2 separate regions of the Mus musculus genome follow, and region 1 is linked to region 2. A link is a contact called in public HiCAR-type data. All regions are on one chromosome and are shown on one strand. Each heading gives the region's core, a stretch centred on a gene start, on an enhancer-like site or on the middle of the called end of the contact. The rest is flanking DNA. Distances are from core to core; before and after follow the strand shown.

Region 1 (4,222 bases), core at 726-3,225, 71 kb after region 2:
TGTCTTGTTCCTTCAAAGCTGGCTTATTCTCTATTTGGAATGTGCTCTGCCTACGGGCCACTGATCCATCCTTCTCAACTCACCTATTGTACCTCCTCCAGCAGTGGCCGGGCTCCCATGACACCCAGTGCAGTGACCCCACTTGACTATCAATCCTGCGTGTCCTGGACCACTGATGAGCAGACCACCCTCCACCAAGGAGAAAATCCTGCATCTCTGCATCCAATGGCACCGAGCCTAGCTCCATGGGTGCTAAACTAAATGCTTATTTCGATCAACTAATATTGGCAAGATTCCAAAACTTTGGTTTAAAATGTACTTTGGTTAAAAGAAGAGTCTATTGGGATCCAAGTGGGAAAATTCTGTGGAGGTCTGAGTTCAAACCCAGAACGATCTAAGACGAGTTAATTAAAGACTCTTGGCCTGTTTCCCCATCTATGAAATAAGAACAATATTAAACAACTCCTTATGAAGAAAACACCAACTATGCACTTAGCACACAGTAGGCCCTCCCTACTGTACTTATCGGTGAGATCCACTCCTACTTAACACAGAGATGTTCATGTCTTCCTCTTTCCGACTACAGGCTCCTCCAAGGTCTTTTCCCACTCCTAGAGATTGCCCTGGGCTCATAAAGGTTGCTTAGCTGCCAGCAAATCCCCAGAAGCCTCGCTCTGTTTCCCCTGGTCAAGGCTGTGGAAAAGAAAGACAGGGGCTCTGAATCTCAAGAGAGAGCCAGTAGGGGGAACCTTCCACTCCTCTGGGCTGCACCGACTGGACAAGAGTTGGGAAAGCCACTTGGATTCCCATTTCCACAACTCCCTGCCAGTAGGAAGGTTTCTGTTCTTATGGGCTCCTCCGTGCTGTCCTGAGCGCATTCAACTTCCAACGCAGCAAATGAACTGGGGAACAGTTCACAGAGCCGGTGGCACCAGGCCAGGCCAGGTGGGTAGGGAAGGCTGGGAGGCCTCCAGGGGGGTCGCTAGTGCTGTTCACGTGCGCACAGCACCCGGGTCATCGTCTCCTCCTCTGGGGCCTGGCAGCAAAGGGAAGGAGTCCGCAAATCCACCAGACTTCTCATGGGTGCCAGCATCGCTCACCCAGCAACCTCCAGTGACCCTCCAGCGGCACCCACCGACCGCCAGTCCCAAAGTAGCTAGTCCGCAGCGCCCCCTTGGCCACCGGACTGCTAGTTAAGTTGGGAGCCCGGCTCTGTCTGCGAGCGCGCGCCCACCACCCACGCCCACTGCCACTTACACACGCCAAAGATATGGAGACGCCCCAAGCTTCTTAAATTCCACAAGCACCTCCCCATGGCCGCATCCCGCGCCTGTTCCCCATCGCAGCACCTCGACACCCCTGCATTTGAACCCTCAATCCCAGTGCGTGGACCACGCACCCTTCCACCTGCCAGTGCCCGGTGCCCTGTGCCCTGTGCGCCACGAAACGGCATACCTTGGGGGTCTGCACTTCGGGTCCCAGCGGCACCTCCAACTTCCTCTTGGTGACCCAGAAGAACAGCAGTACGGTGATCCAGAGCACCCCAAAGATGGGCAGCGCCAAGCGGCGAGTCAGCCGCCGCATGGTCCCCTCTGCCTGCTTCTCTTGGTGGCGACGCGTCCCTGGGGCACCCCCCGGCGGTCAGGGGTGGCGGGGCACGAGTCTGCCGAGCGCCTCGCTCTAGGAGAAACGCTGCTCCTGGGATCCCGATGTTGGATGGCGGGATCCTGCCCCGCCCGCTTCGGAGAGAAGCCACAGCCGGGAACGGAGCGGCGAGGGGCGCCGGAGACTAGAGACGCGGCCGGGCAGGGACGAGGGGCAGCTCAGCCCGGCGCCCGCTCCAAACGGAGAGCCGCGGCGGCCGCTGCGATGCTGCTGTGCGCCGCGGCTGCCTTTGCCCGCTGCTGCCGCGAGGGAAACTGACTCGAGCAGCCGGGAAGGTGGAATCCGAGGCTGTGCCCGGCACCCCCGGAGGAGCACGAGGAGGAGGGAGCGCGGAGGGAGGGCGGGCCCGACAGACAGACTGACTCCGAGGGAGAGCGGGGCGGGAGCGAACCGGGCTCTGAGCGGGGGCGCTACCGCCTCCCGCCGACCGTGGAGCACCCTGCGGTTGAGGGACCTTGGATGCAGCTCTGGGACCATCCTGGGCTAGGGTTGTGCTGGGAGGGGTTGGGCGGGGACCGGTTATAGGATACTGACTTGTATCAAGCAAGCTGATACTTAAGGACTAGCCCGCGCCAGGTGAGGCACTACCGGGGAGGAGTTTCTGTTTGCTGCGGGGCTCTGCACATGGTGCTCACAGGAGGGTTCGCTAGCCGGGAGCCATCACTGGGATAGTAGGGTTGGTTGACCCAGATGTTGTCTCAAGTTCAGACTTGACCATTTCAGGGCCAAGGTCGAGTTCAGCCATCTCCCCAGGGTATTCTTTGCCTTTGAGCAGGTAGGTGCCTGGCAACTTTCTCTTAATGGAAAACTGAGCTGGTCTAAATTTAACTCGAAAGATGTCCTTTTAAAAATTAAGGCAAAAGTAAATCCCTGAGGATTTTTTTTTTCTCCTTGTAAAAATAAGCCCTTTTTCTGGGGCTTGCCAGAAAAAAAGGGTCTAATGTTAGCACAACCACCGGAAGTTTTGTGAAAGGTGGCCCTGGGGTGTGTGGGAGTAGCTCCCCAAATCCCTTTCCCAGTTGCCTTTAAGGAATACATCTTCCAGCTACAGACTAAAGTCACTTGGATTTAGAGACAGGAACAGTTCTGACTCCAGTTTCCATACAGGCCTCAGGTGGGCTGGATGAATTTCTAACCATATCTCTAGAATAGGGAGGTGTGGTTTCTAGCCTAGCCTACCCAACCAACAGGGCAAATCACAGCGTCAGCCTCTCCCTTCCTTAAGTCTTAAGACTGTGCCTCATCTTCAGATGTGAATGCTGCGTTACCTCAGAGTTCAGAGAGAAAAGGTGGAAGTTTTTGCGAAGTCTGCAGAGCCCTGGCCACTGGAGTCCTTGTTTTAGTTACAGGGATGCTCCAAGTTTCTCCAAGTGAGAATGACACCGAGTGGCCCAGCGGCATGCTCCCTGCTGTCTTCACTCACAGACTGGAGCTTAGTATAGGGGTAGCACCCACACTCGACTGCAGGTGAGAAAGGTACCAGTCAGTTCTCCAGAATTCCTCCTCCAGTGCCATGGAGCCCTCCAGACACTTGCTCAGAAACAGAGGTGTCCCCCACCCCCCAACAGCTCCGGTGTTTGATACCTTGTCTTTCGGCCATAAGGCAAAGGCTCTGGAGCGGAGATGTAGGTAAGAAATTTGAGGTTGGAAATCAATCAGCCAGAAAAGGCTTGTCAGCCCCCAGAGCCCTGCTGGCATCTCACACTTGTCTCTATTGGACCCGTAGCCTCTGAAAGGTTGGGTCCACTCTCTCCAGATGTTGTTTAAGCAGGCAAAGGCCTCGGTGAATAACTGTCCAAGGAGCATTGGCGAGTGGCAAGAGCACCTACTCCCGCAGCTTTCTGAGCTCTCTGGATCTCTTCCAAGAGCCTCACCCTAGAGTCCCAGTCCTGGGCCTGCAAAGTGTTCTGTGTCAGCTCTGCCGAGAACCTCCCGAGCAAGCTGTAGACTCGCTGATGAGCGCCAGGCAGGAGCTGCAGCAGCGGAGTCCATTGCTCAGCGCTTTGTGGGGCTGTTTCTGAGTAACAGATGGCAGACAGTTACACAACACCACCGCCAAGCTCCTGAGATGGTGCAGCCTCACACGCCTGCTTCACTCAGACTGGCATACGGGGAAACCAAGGCCCTGGGGTGAAACAGCTCCGCGGGAGAGTACGTAACACTGGGAAGAACAAAGATATTCTTCTAAAGCTCTTGCTCTTGAATCACTATTTTGTCCTCCTCTCACATGGGGAAGAGTCCCTGGGCCTTGAAAGATTTCTAAAGGCTCCGATTTTGCTAAGTGCAATTAACCGACCCAACTATAGAATATGTTGGTCTAGGCTTTTAGGCCAGTAAGTGCCATTACAAATGGGAGGACACTACAGGTGAGTCTTCTAAGTTTTGGAAGCCAGAAAAAAAATCTCCAGGCAGGTCCCAGCATGGTAGGTCTCACTCCAGTGTATCTTAGAGTTCTCCAAGCTTGGGCAGATAGTCAAAGTTCTTTTAATAACGGAGTTAGGGGCATGGCAATGACTCAGTCTGTACAGTGGTTGCTTTGCAAGCACAAGGTTCTGAG
Region 2 (4,429 bases), core at 1,316-3,815:
ACTGCACTCTACCTACCGAAGAGCATGGGGCCTGGGTTCTGCTTGGGGAGAAACAATGTGTCTCCTCTCTCACGCCTCTCACACTTGAAACCTAGCTTGCATACTTGTTGGGTCCTGTTCACCCCTCTCCCACCTTAGGGACACAGTTCTGTCTTTGTCCTCTGGGTGCTGACCCTTACAAGCCCACCCCAGGGGCATCTGTACTTTGGTTTAGGATGAGGTTTAGTCAGTGGGAGGCACTGATGGGAGCATTGAGCATTGGGCATAGCAATAATTCAGGAAGGGGTTGAGCAGGGTGTCTGGGTCACAGATGAGTTCTTGGTGAGTCTGCTGTTACGATAGAGCATCAGGTTGACTCTGGGTATTGAGAACAAGTAACTGTACCTTGTTCTTGACCAGAATCAAGAGGACATCTTCTGGGTTCATGGAGGACTCAGAGGTCTCTAGCCCTTAGGTATGTTTTCCAGGCAGCAGGCCATTCTTAACAAAGGAAAGGTGGGAGAGCTGACACAGAGGAAAGAGTGAGGTTTGTAGGTTCCCTCTGCATCCACTTCCTTCCCCATCTTGGCAATGAACCTGACATGTGCCCAGTTTTTAGATCCAATTTCACATTGGCCCAGCACAGCATTTTGAAGTAGGCCTTATTACATAGCTTAATTTTTTTATAGAAAATGGTTTCCAGATATTAAGAGATTTATTGAAAGTCATACACTGCTGAGTGCCATAACTAGGCACCCTTCTCAAATTCTCTATGCAGTGACTCAAATTATTCCCCAACAAAAGACCTGTGATAAAAGATACAAATGCTCTAACAAAGACACCACATTTGGGAGCTAGAAAAATAAGTCCTGCCACGGAGAACTAGAAGTGGCATTGAAAAGATACAGCCACATGACTCCTGGTAACCAGGTAGATGCGGCTTTGTCACGTGATTTAATGTTCATGGTTTCTGTTTAAAATGCAGAGATAGGGAACTGAAGAGATGGCTGCCTCCTGGAGTAAAGTGCCTGCCAAGCAAGTGTGGGGACCTGAGTTCAGGGTCCCCACAGTCACACAGAAGCTGGGCCTGGCAGCATGAGCCTGTGATCTCAGCAAGGGATGCAGATGAGGATGTTGATCCTTCGGTCTGTCTGTCTGGCCAGTCAGTCTTGCCAAATCCACGAACTTCAGGTGGAGTTCAACTTTCTTTCTTTAAAAATAGGGTGGAGATCAACTGTGAAAGACACCTTACACTGATTACTGGCCTCTATCACACACACACATACACACACGCACGCGTGCGCCTTCTACTGTGTGCCCTTAGAGAAACATGTACACGGTAAAACAAACAAAACCACCATTCAATTTCCATGGATTTAAACTAGAAAACACAACATGTTGCTACTCTCAACCGAAATGCCAGCATTTTATGCACAAAGCCTCAAATGTTGATTGCCCTAAATAAATGCTCTCTGAAACGCAATATATCATCAATCAATAATGCCTACTGTGATCTACATGGTATTATCCCTCAAAATTAACATGTAGTAATCCTACCCCCCCCCAAGGTGATATTGGAGGTGGGAGGCTTTTGAAGGTCATTAGACCACAGGGACAGAGTCCTCGTGAATGAATCAGTACTCATTTAATAGATGCCCTCTATTGGAGCCCTTGCCCCTTCCACCAAGTTGGGACATAGCAAGAAGATGCAGTATATAATCCAGAAGTGTGCTCTTTCTAGATACCAATGGCCTTGAACTTGGACTTCCCAGCCTTTAGAACTATGATAATACCCCTGCTATTTCTAAGCCATTGGATTTATGAGACTATTCTAGCAACCTGAAGACTACCAAGGCAATGCCAGGTTTCCCTTCCCCTACCCTTGCAATGAGAATTCCTGGCTCAGTTTAAATGCTTACTATTGACACCCAAGCCCCTCCTTTCACAGCCTTTTAAATGCTTCATGGTCATTAATTCCTACTCTGCCCCTAGAAGAAGACAGATGTTATTAGCTGTACTTCACAGGTGAGGAGACCAGCCTAAGAAAGGTTAAACAGCTTGTCAAAAGATGAAGAGGAAACCAGAACTGTGAACAGGCCTGGTACCAAGGCCATCCTAGCCCAGGATGAGAGGGGAGGCGGGGCTCTGATTTCCTGGATAGACTCTGAAACCTCACCACCTTTCTAGAATTTTCTCTGCTAACAAAAGGCAATGCATCCCAGTGTTTGGCTCTGCCAAATATCCACTTAGTCCCAGACGTGCACATAGGCCTACCACCAATGATTAACTTAAAGAGGACCAGCATAATATAGGACCCACCCCTATCAGGGATAACATAGGGCCTGTTCCTGTCAGAAATGACACAGACCCCACTCCTATCAGAAAGAAGGCCCTTCTGTCAAGTAAAAGAGATGATATACACTGGTGTGTGAATAAGGGGAAAGCAAATCCATTCTGAATAAATTGAATCAGGCTTCACAGAGTACAGGGAACCTGTTCATAAAACATTTGCTAACCATTAACTACAGTCCTGCTATTAAATGCTGCTAATGGCAGCTCCTCAGAACTGTGCCTTGCCAGCCTAGCTGCACCTTTAATGGGCTGGCTGCTGTCAACATGACACCCGGGGCCCAGGCTCGGCACAGCTGGGGTGATGTGTTTAAGCTAAACAGCTCTCCTGATTAGTTCCAGTGCTTGGGGCCCAGCAGGTCACCTCTCTCCAAGGGAAGCCTGAGCCAGCCCTGGAGACAGCCAATTTGTAGAACCACCTGGCTCTGTATTGTGGCCCCCGCGTCTTTCTATCCATCCACCCAACACCTACATTTCTCCACCTGGGGTTGTGGCAGTGTGATCCATCCTGTGGCCTTGGGACTGAGGAGGCTGCTTGGAGAAGAGCACTTTCTTCCGGGAGGCTTTTCCTTCTGCGTCCCCTCTGAGCTCCCTAGCCCTTTCCTTTTTTGGAATGACTTGTGAGTCCCACCCCATGCCCTGCTCCAACAGTCAAGCCAGTCCTGATTGCTCATCCATACCCAAGCAGTCAATGTTCAACCTTAGCCAGCTCAACTCACTTCCAGATGCTTGATCTGGGTGTCCCAGACGACATAAGCTCCATACCCCCCTGTAACCTTCCTGCTGTGTCTCAGGCCAAAGGTGTTCTTTCTCACCTAACCCAATTTTAATAGCAAGTTTCTCAGCTCAATCTGAAATGTAGACCCTTCCTGATATCTCTCAATCATTATGTTCATTGATAGGCTTATAGACCTTACTTACAAATACCTCTGACCTCCCCCCACCCCCGCCACCCCTTCTCAGGTTAAGTGAAATCCTCCCTCCAATCTGAATGGTCTAAAATGTCATTGTGGTGGCTTTCCTAATATGAAACGATGACTATCAGTCTCCCCTTCTGGAAACAAACTCTCCACTCCATACACTGGCCTTTTAACTTGGGCCTCAGACTCTGCCCAGTCTCAGCTACATTGCCCCAGCAAACTCAGAGCTCCAAGTTTCCACATCACTGTGCAAGTGAGAAAATAAGCAGGCATGCCAGTGTTGACTCTGTCAGGTATTCATCCTACCTAGAATATTCCTTCATCTATTTCTTTACCTTGGAAGTCTAGTTTTCTGCCCCATTAAGAATACAGTTGCCCCCACCTGGTGCCACACAGCCCCAAGGCCGGAAGCAAGCCTGAGAGGAGACTTCTCCCTGGAGCCCAAGATCACCCCTAGCGGAGCACCATGGAGGCCCAGGTGGGCAGACCACACCAGAGACGACCCTTGCACGGTGCCAGATGACACAGGTAGGGCACAGAACTCCGGAGAGCACTCCTGAGATGATCCCAGACACCCAGTGTCCCTAGAAACCACTCGGATGAGCAAGAAACTGGTGGAGAAATAGAAGTTGAAGAGAAGTGGAAGGAAGTGGGCACAATGAAGAAAAGATGATCCGGAGACTGCAAGGTAGTAAGGACGACCTGATGTGAGGATTCAGTGATGTCGCCTAAGGTCTTGGTCTGTGCCATGGAGGGCAATGTCAGGGTCTATGGTCCTGCAGCCACAGGTGTCTGTTACCACCAAAGACCAGGCATACATCTTTGGTCTGGGTTGCAACCTGGGACCATGTTGATGTCTGAGAGCTGTGCAGAAATGGCCCACCCCTTCACCTGGGCATCATGGTTGTCATGAGAGCAGGAGAGCTGCCCCTGCCCCTCGCCAACTGCAGCACTCGAGAGAATGGGTCCTATATCTCACCTGGGAAGCACAGTAAAACTGACCCTAGTGGTAGGTCACTGGCAAGATGGTTAGGAGGGTGTGAGCACGGGAGAACTGGCCCTGACACTTGTCTGCCATGTGCTGGTGGTGAAGAGGGAGAGATGCCATCCTCCCCTCTTCATTCCTCGCCATCTAAAACAGTTAGGAGAGCTGGTGCTATCCTTTGCCAGCTGCAACACGC

Evidence for each region. HiCAR-type assays count read pairs that join an accessible place to other places.
Region 1: a contact with region 2 is called in a HiCAR-type map of kidney, with 2.5 times the contacts expected there. The contact joins the promoter of Galnt14 here to the enhancer-like site in region 2. A contact is called at or near these places in 3 of 39 promoter capture datasets (the C10 cell line and hippocampal neurons), 6 of 484 Hi-C or Micro-C datasets (the C10 cell line, CD4 T cells, the Patski cell line and 2 more), 2 of 115 datasets of contacts at active chromatin or transcription factors (differentiating embryonic stem cells and kidney) and 3 of 9 other capture datasets (adipose tissue, liver and pancreatic islet).

Annotation. Positions count from the first base shown.
Region 1 is chr17:73,708,476-73,712,697 of GRCm38.p6, forward strand. It overlaps Galnt14 (polypeptide N-acetylgalactosaminyltransferase 14), which reads right to left and starts at 1,976. Exons shown (of 15, transcript NM_027864.2): 1 at 1,456-1,976. The coding sequence starts at 1,584.
Region 2 is chr17:73,637,311-73,641,739 of GRCm38.p6, forward strand. All of the region lies in intron 1 of Galnt14 (polypeptide N-acetylgalactosaminyltransferase 14), which reads right to left. Among named protein-coding and RNA genes, the nearest start is that of Gm46602, 28 kb to the right of the region's middle. Within about 2 kb of position 2,566, at least 27 of the 459 cell types and tissues checked have an H3K27ac peak or open chromatin away from gene starts, as enhancers often do. A contact at or near this core is called in kidney and pancreatic islet, where this site is marked.